Linked DNA regions of Oryctolagus cuniculus: region 1 is linked to region 2. A link is a contact called in public Micro-C data. All regions are on one chromosome and are shown on one strand. The core of a region is the stretch at or near the end of the contact, and the rest is flanking DNA. Distances in the headings are between cores, read along the strand shown. Region 1 holds the start of HEBP1 (heme binding protein 1). Region 2 overlaps APOLD1 (apolipoprotein L domain containing 1).

Region 1 (3,954 bases), core at 801-3,300, 190 kb after region 2:
GCCCTAACTTCCTCTTCCCTGTTTGCTTTTCTTATATTTTCTCTATTGACTTGATCATTAGCCATTAAAACATAAGCTCCAGGAGGGCAGGGATTTGTTGGTTTTGTCCTTTCTTTATCCCCATTGCCTAGAAGAGTGCCCCGCACATAACTGGCACCCAAAAAGCAGTTTGTTTATAACAGTGGCCGTTTGGCCTACCAGTTAAGATCCCCATGTCCCATACTGTAGTGTTTGGGTTTGTTTCCTGGATCCAGCTCCTGACTTCCTGCTGATGCAGAACCTGGGAGGCAGTGGTGATAGTTCACAAAATGGGGTTCCCGCCAATCATCTGGGAGACCCAGCTCTTGGCTCCAGCCCTGGCCCAGCCCCAGGCATTGCAGGGATTTAGAAAGTGAACCAGCAGATGCGAACTCTTTCTTTCTCTTTATGCTTCTCAAATAAACCAGATTTTAGTTTTCCTTAAAAATCTGGCAATATTGGCTCACATCACTGTATGGTAACAACTGATAGAATTGCCCTTTTGAAGATGGGGGAATCTCTCTGTGATTTGCCTCAGTCCCCACCATGCCATATAGTCCTAAACACTCAGCCTCACTCATATCCATCATTGTCAGGCTACTGTAGGCACCTGACCCTGGGACCCTTGATTAGGGGTAATCTGCTCATTCCACGTACAGTGGGGGACACGGAGACAGGGACAGGTGAAGCGACAGGTCTCTCTGGTTGCTTGACAGGTGCAGTCTCAAGTCTCATTGGGGACTCGGTGACGACCACTGCACCAGGTACTAGAACCTACTCCTCAGCTAGTCTGTTAATAAATCAGACGCTGTGCTGGGAGTTCCATACCCAGCACCTCAAAAAGTTGATGGGAAAACGCAACTGTAAGTTTGTATCGGTGTGAAAAATGTTTGAAACCCATGCATAGTTTTTCCATAATACACAATGTCATGAGCATTTTGAAGATCCTCTCATATACGTGGGTTCCAAGTGGTTTTGCACCAAAAGAAACTTAATTAATTATTATTATTATTATTTTTATTTAAGAGGCAGAGGACAGAAAGGGAGAGCGAACTCCCATCTGCTGGTTCACTCTCCAAATGCCGGCCAAAGCCAAGAATCAGGGACTCAATCCAGGTTCCACACGTGGGTGGCAGAGTCGTCCCCGCTGCCTTCCAGGGTCTGCATTAGTAAGTGGAAAATTAGACACTCTGATGCAGGACGCGGGCCTGCCCGCCAGAAGATGATAGTCCGGTGGCAGCCCCGTTGTTTTCAGGGAGGCAGTCCCACGGGGCCATGTTGGCACTGGTGTAAATTTGGGGAATACACAGTTATGGATTCCAGGCCCCCAATTTCTGCAGCGCTAGCTGCCCTTTCTGCTAGCGCTTTCCTGTTCTGCCCAGCTGGAGACCCGTCACTGCTCCAGGCCCTGCGACCCCGCCCACAGGCAGTACTGACGCTACACTCTTGTCCTCAGCTCTCCAGTAGCGGGGACTTTCTGGCCCACAAGGCCTGTGTCAGTCATTTCTGCAGTCAAGAGTCTCTCAACAAACAGAAACTGTTGAGGACATCTGGAATGTTCGGATAAACGCAGGCATTCAACAGGCGGTGTCCAACTCGCCACGCTGGGGTCCTCCCCCCGTCAACCTCCTCTCTCTGACTTCCCTCCTCCCCGCAATGCCCTGTAACCCGCTACACCGGACCATGAACTTCCCTCCTTCCAAGAGCTGGGCCGCAAAGGGCCGCGCCCGGGAAGAAACCAGCACACACACACACACACACAGCGGTCCCTCAGAGCCCTCTGCGGCCGGACCCTCCTCCAGGCTCCAGCAGCCCTGCGGGCCTACCTTGTCCCCTTTGCTCAGCACCTGCCAAGGCCATGTCTCTACGCTCCCGAACAGGGAGTTCCTGATCATGCCCAACATGCTGTCGCCCTGGCGCTCCGGACGCACCGGCTGCTGCAGGGTGCGGAGACGGCGGGAAGGCGCAGCCTGAGCAGCGAAGCGCACGGCAGGGGCCAGCGGGGCGAGTCCGGAGGGCGGAGCGAAAGGGGAGCGTCGGGAGGGCGGAGCGAGTAGGGTAGGCGGGGTGAGCAGGGCGCCAAGCGAGAGCCTGACTGGCGGGGGCGCCTGGTGGGCGGAGCGAATCCGGTGGGCGGGGAGAGCCTGGCTGGCACGCCCAGTCGAGTGGGCGGGGCGAGGAGGACGGCTAGGGCGCTGGCGAACCGGGAGGGCGGGACAGTGCCGCGGCGGGGGTCGATGCCCCGGGAGGTGGGCCTGAGCGGGTCGCGCAGGTGGGCGGGGCGAAGGGAGGAGGCTGCTGGCCGCGGAGTCTCTCAGGGAGGTATGGTCTTTTACCGCCCCCACCCTACCCGGTTACCTCATCTGTAGACGATGAAGGATCCTCTAACCGAGTTCCCTACAGAACACTTTCTTTCCTACGGTCGTTTTAAATATTTGTTTAATTTGAAAGGCAGACAGAGGGACCTCCTGTCTGCTGTTTCACTCCCCAAATGCCAGCAATGGGGGGAGGTGGGGGCTGGCCCGAGCCTAGCCTGGGACTCTCTCCGGGTCTCCCACGTGGGTGGCAGGGGCCTGACTACTTGAGCCATCCCTGTTGCCTCCCAGGGTGTGCACTGGCACACACTGGCCCAAAGGCCAGCCTGCTACAGTCCGTTTTACTGAGATCCTACTGTGTCACCAGGCAGCAGCTTTGCGCATTCACTCCTATTCATAACCTTGTAACAATTTTATCCCTATTTGTTGGGTTGAGTGCTCCCTGCCAAATGTTTTACAAACGTTGTCTTTACTCCTCATGCAACTAAAAAGTGGTATTTTATAGCCACTTTACAGAGGAGGAACCTGATCCTCAAAATAATTGACTTTGCGGGGGTGGGGGGGCGGCTGAATCAGGTGTGGAGTGTCTTCCTGTGGTGTCAGTGCCCCGATTCTTTGCACCCTGTCATCCAAGCCACGTCTACATGTGGCACTGCTTCCCCAAAACTCCGTATGTTCCACCTCTGTGCAACACGGACCCCTGCACCAGGGCAGCTTGCCCCTTGGACTCCCCCTTTGTATTTGACTTCTCTGAAAATGCACTGCAGACACTCTCCATGAACGCTGTGTGGTCCTTTTTATTTATTCTCACGTTCTGACTATATGGCTTTTCAAAATTCTTTGGTGGTGTTTATTTATTTGAAAGTAGAGGGATAGAGACAGACATAGAGAGACATCTTCCATCTGCTGGTTCGCTCTTCAAATGCTTGAAGCCAGGCCACTCCAAAGCCAGGAGCCCAGAACTCCATGAGGGCTCCCACACAGGTGGCAGGGACACAAGTACTTGAACCATCATCTGCTACTGCCCAGGGTGTGCATTAGCATAAAGTTGGAATCAGAAGCAGAGTGGAGGCTTGAACCCAGGCATCCTAATATGGATGTGGACATCCCAAACTGTGTCCTAACTACTGCACCAAATGCTGCCCCCCCATGAGGATTTTTTTTTTTTTCAAAAAAGTTTTTAATTGGGGGCTGGTGCTGTTGCTTAGCAGATGAAGCCATGCACTGCGGTGCCGGCATCCCATATGGGTGCTGCTCTGAGTCCCAGCTGCTCCACTTCTGATCCAACGAGCCTGGGAAAACAGCAAAAGATGGCCCAAGTGCGTGGGCCCCTGCACTCACAAGGCAGACCTGGGTGAAGCACCTGGCTCCTGGCTTCTTCAGCCTGGCCCAGCTTTGACTGTTGTGGCCATTTGAGGAGTGAGCCAGTGGATGGAAGATCTGTCTCTCTCTCTAATTTCTCTCTCTCTCTCTCTCTAACTCTACCTTTCAAATAAATAAATAAATAAATAGATATTTTAAAAATTTAATTGATGCATAGATAATTATACACAGAGGGTAAGAGTAGGATAATTCAATGCAGGTATATAATGTGTAATGATCAAATCAGATTAGCATTTCT
Region 2 (4,355 bases), core at 585-3,084:
ATGACAACACGTGTTTCAAGTCGGGGAAGAGCCTGTGGTTCTCTTCCTGCGTGTGGGGGAAAGCGAACACACAATGTCCACTTCCTAACTGCGGGATGTGCTGTGCTAGCAGGTCATTTTCCACTGTGTCACTTCCTTCTGGATGAAGGCAGCAGGGGCCAGCACAGGAAACAGTGAATTCTCAGGATGAGACAAGGCTTTCCCAGGGCTGCTATTGGTTCTCGGGAACTATAAAGCTCACCCATCCAGAAACAGCCTGGAACTTCTCCTTCCCAGAGGCAGCCCGAAGTGGATGGTAAGTGGGGAGCCCAGGGGGAGACCGTCTGAAAAGTAGCCATAGGCCTTGTGATGCTGGGTTGTATTCAGGTCCATTAGGTATCGGGGATGATTTTTCCCTGGAAACTTATCTCTGGTGGGTTGGAATATGGAAATGGGCACGTGAGATCAGCAGCTGTGTGTCAGGAGACCTGGCTTCTAGGCTCTGTGAAGAGTCAGCTGTCTCTAGAGTGTGTCTCTGTTTCAACTTCCTCATCACCCAGGTGAGAATGAATTCTGCCCTGATATCTCATGGTTTTGAAATGCTCTATGTCTATGACTTATCTGCCACTAGAAATTCCTAAGAAAGAGGAGGACAGTGGATACCAAGGCAAGAACCCCTGGCGAGCAGAAAAGATGGGCTTTTTACCCTAGGACATACCATTTTCTCCATTTCCTCCCATTGGTTTCAATCCATCAAGGTACCAGGCGGCTCTCAGTGACTGGTAGAGCAAACACATGTTGGCCACTTAATTTTGCTGTCAGCCACTTTCAAAACAAAGAGAGCCACAATGGTATTAATTTAATAGTTTTAATTAAACTTTTGCCAAATATTGAGCTATCTGAAGACCAGATGTGCCCCAGCTGGAATCAGTGACCCCAACCACACCTTAGGCTGGATGAATATTTAGCCAAGAATTGCTTCATGTGAGCACCAGGCTTGGCTTCTTATGGACAATATGACTTTTTTCACCTATGACAGAGAAAGGGGGAGAGGTGGAACAGGGAGGAGGGGGGAGGGAGGAAGAGAGAGAGAAATTGTGTTCCAAATCTCCCTTGCCCAAAACTATAACGAAAGAGCTTCGCAAGCCGTGCAATCCACCACTTGTGAGGCTCTTTCAAACAGAGCTACGGCTTCAGGATTGGCGTAGCCATCTAATGCCCTCTCCCATCACGCCAAGCCCAGCTCTTGCTTAACAGATAGTGGACGCAGTCCATCACCAGGGTTCCCCGGGGAAGACGCTCAAAGAGCATTATTCCTATTCGCAGATGCGGACCTGAGGAACAGAGGACCCGTGATTCCCGCTCAGATCCCAGCGCCGGCTCCCGCGGACTTGACCCGCTTCCCGCAAGGTGGCAGTAGCGGCTCCGCGGAACTTCGACGACCCCCAGCTTGAGGACGGCGGCGAGGCCCCTGGCTGACCGCGCCTCCGAGTCCGCGCAAGCCATGCAAGGCCCGGCGGCCTGGGAGCGGCGGGACGCCGACGCGCTGCGGCGCTTCCAGGGGCTGCTGCTGGACCGGCGCGGCCGGCTGCACGGCGAGCTACTGCGCCTGCGCGAGGTGGCGCGGCGCCTCAAGCGCCTCCGCCGGCGCTCCCTGGCGGCCAACCTGGCGGGCAGCTCGCTGAGCGCGGCGGGCGCTGTGGCCGCCGTCGTGGGGCTCTCCCTCAGCCCGGTCACGCTAGGGGCCTCGCTGCTGGCGTCCGCCGTGGGGTTGGGGGTAGCCACGGCCGGAGGGGCCGTCACCATCACGTCCGACCTCTCCCTGATCTTCTGCAACTCCCGGGAGCTACGGAAGGTGCAGGAGATCGCGGCCACGTGCCAGGACCAGATGCGGGAGCTCCTGAGCTGCCTCGAGTTCTTCTGCAGCTGCCACGGGCGCGGGGACCGCCAGCTGCTGCAGAGCGGCAGGAACGCCTCCATGGCCCTGTACAACTCCGTCTACTTCATCGTCTTCTTCGGCTCACGCGGCTTCCTCGTCCCCAGGCGGGCAGAGGGGGCCACCAGGGTGAGCCAGGCCGTGCTGAAGGCCAAGATTCAGAAACTGGCCGAGAGCCTGGAGTCCTGCACGGGGGCCCTGGACGAACTCAGCGAGCAGCTGGAGGCCCGGGTCCGGCTCTGCACCAAGTCCAGCCTCGGCCACGACCTCAAGATCTCAGCTGACCCGCCCGCGGGGCTGTTTTTCTGAGAACATCCTTTCCCGCCCATGACCGAGGCCAGACGCCATCCCCATGGGATGCTCCAAATCTGTAACTCCCGCAGGAAAACCCTGAGCTGAGTGCAAAGACTGAGGAAAACTGTGCCAAGCGGGAGGGTCTCCAAGGCCCTTTACCCTCACGTGTGACTTCCTGTCTGGGTTTGGGGGCTGCGGACTTTTGCGTGTTCCTGAGGGACAATGTGAACTGAAACCTTTTCCCCTTTTCTGTCTTCCACAGTGGGAGACACTCCTGTTTCAAAGTCATTTGGGGTGGGACGGAGGAGGCAAGGGCTCACTACCATGGTGGCTTTTATTTTTAAATTTTTATTTCTTTATTTTTTATTTATTTGAAAGGCAGAGAGACAGATAGCGATCTTCTGTCTACCGGTTCACTCTCCAGATGCCTGCTACAGCCAGGGCTAGGTCAGACAGAAGCAAGTAGCCCAGAAATCAATCTGGATTTCCCACATTGGTGGCAGGGGCTCAAGTTCTTAGAACATCACCTGCTGCCTCCTAGGGTGTGCATCGGCAGGATGCGGCATTGGAAGCAGAGCTGGGCCTGGAATCCAGGCACTCTGACATGGGATGAGGCCCCTGCACCATATGCCTGCCCCTGCTCTGGTGGTTTGAGCTGAGACTGGAGAGGATACCCCCCCCCCCCCGTCCCCTCCAAATTCCACTAGGCTTTGATGTCCTCAAAGTGCCCCTAAGAGGAGACACCTGTTTTTAAGCCGCTCTTCCAGAGTTTGTGGTAACAAGGAATTTCAGAACCCAGAGCAAACCTGCGCCTCATTAAGCTTCATAGGAAGATTCAGGACCCAGAGAGGGACCTGGAACTGGCTTGCCCCGCTCCTCCCTCCAGTAGCCTGGGAATGGAGCTGACTTTTCCTGGTTGGCTTCAAGCCAGACCTGCAGATGCTTCGAGAGGGGAGGCCAGCTGAGCAGTCATGAAGTCCTGCCTGTTGTATGAAGAAGCTGAGGCCAGAAAGCGGGGAGGTGACTGACCCCTTCAGTCCCTGCCATGGAGTTCAGGGAAGAGAGTGGTGGGCTGTGAGTCAGACGCTGTGGGTTTATTACAGGCTTTGTGAACAATGGCATGGCCTGGGCCACCTGATCTCACCCAGACTGGCTTCCTGTCCTGTAAAACAGTGCATACAACCTCTCAGCCAGTTGTGAGGATTGAGTTCAGTGCCTGGCTCACCAGTCCTTGGACTGGCAAATGAGCATCGCCTGACATCTCGTTAGAAAGGCAAATTCCTGGACTCAACCCTGATAGACAAATTAGAATCTCTGGATATGGGGCCCAGCAACCTGAGGTAATAGAAGCCCTCCGGGCGATTCTGCAGGCTAAGGTTTTGAAACCACTGTAACAAACGCTGATTTCTGATCCTCTTCCGGAGGTCTCATGGCCTTTCTGGAAACACCATGTCTTCAGGTCTTTAGCAGGTGGTCCAGAGCAGACTGCGTCCCAGAAACAAAAGAATGTGTGGTGGCACTAGGTAGTGCATCTGGGACGGTTTTAGGAGCTGAGGGACATGTACACCAGAAATCCTTTAGGGGGCAGTGTTGCCCACTCATTGTGGAAACTGGTACAGAAAGGAATGTGAATTTGTTGGAAACTGACCTATCGCTATTACTTTCTCTGAAAGTCACCAGACCACATATTTTTTTAAATTTATTTTAAGTTTGTTATTTAATTATTATTTGCTTTTAATTTTATTTAATCACTACATTTAGAAAAGTATTAGCAAGTTCTGAAAGGGAGACTACTCTTTCCAAGAGAATGTCACTTCCATGAGGTTGAGTTTGACTTTGGAGGGCAGGGCAAGAGCTGGAAACAGCATTGTGCTCTTTGAAGAAGTCTCTTCTTCAGAGGGAATTGTGGTTTTTTTTTTTTTTCTTTCTAGTTTTAAATGATGGTTTAAAGCAAATCACAGGGAATTGTGAAAAGAAAGAGCAGGAGTTGAGTGTTAAGTTTGTCATTGGAGTCTGGAAGTGTGGTATAGATACATGATAACACGTGTTTATCCTGAAGGTACTTTGCCAGAAGATAGCGCTTGACCTGGAAAGGGAGCCTATTTAGTTCAGGGAAAAAAAATGAGAACATATGAAAGAAGCATTT

Evidence for each region. A called contact is a pair of places that touch in the nucleus more often than the background predicts.
Region 1: a contact with region 2 is called in a Micro-C map of ear pinna, with 5 times the contacts expected there. The contact joins the promoter of HEBP1 here to the enhancer-like site in region 2. A contact is called at or near these places in 2 of 6 Hi-C or Micro-C datasets (ear pinna and skin fibroblasts).

The regions. Positions count from the first base shown.
Region 1 is chr9:110,624,005-110,627,958 of mOryCun1.1, forward strand. It overlaps HEBP1 (heme binding protein 1), which reads right to left and starts at 2,051. Exons shown (of 4, transcript XM_002712658.5): 1 at 1,845-2,051. The coding sequence starts at 1,922.
Region 2 is chr9:110,433,302-110,437,656 of mOryCun1.1, forward strand. It overlaps APOLD1 (apolipoprotein L domain containing 1), which reads left to right. Exons shown (of 3, transcript XM_051850268.2): 3 at 1,306-4,355. The coding sequence starts at 1,484. The coding sequence ends at 2,224. Among named protein-coding and RNA genes, the nearest start is that of DDX47, 24 kb to the right of the region's middle. Within about 2 kb of position 1,835, at least 3 of the 8 cell types and tissues checked have an H3K27ac peak or open chromatin away from gene starts, as enhancers often do. A contact at or near this core is called in ear pinna, where this site is marked.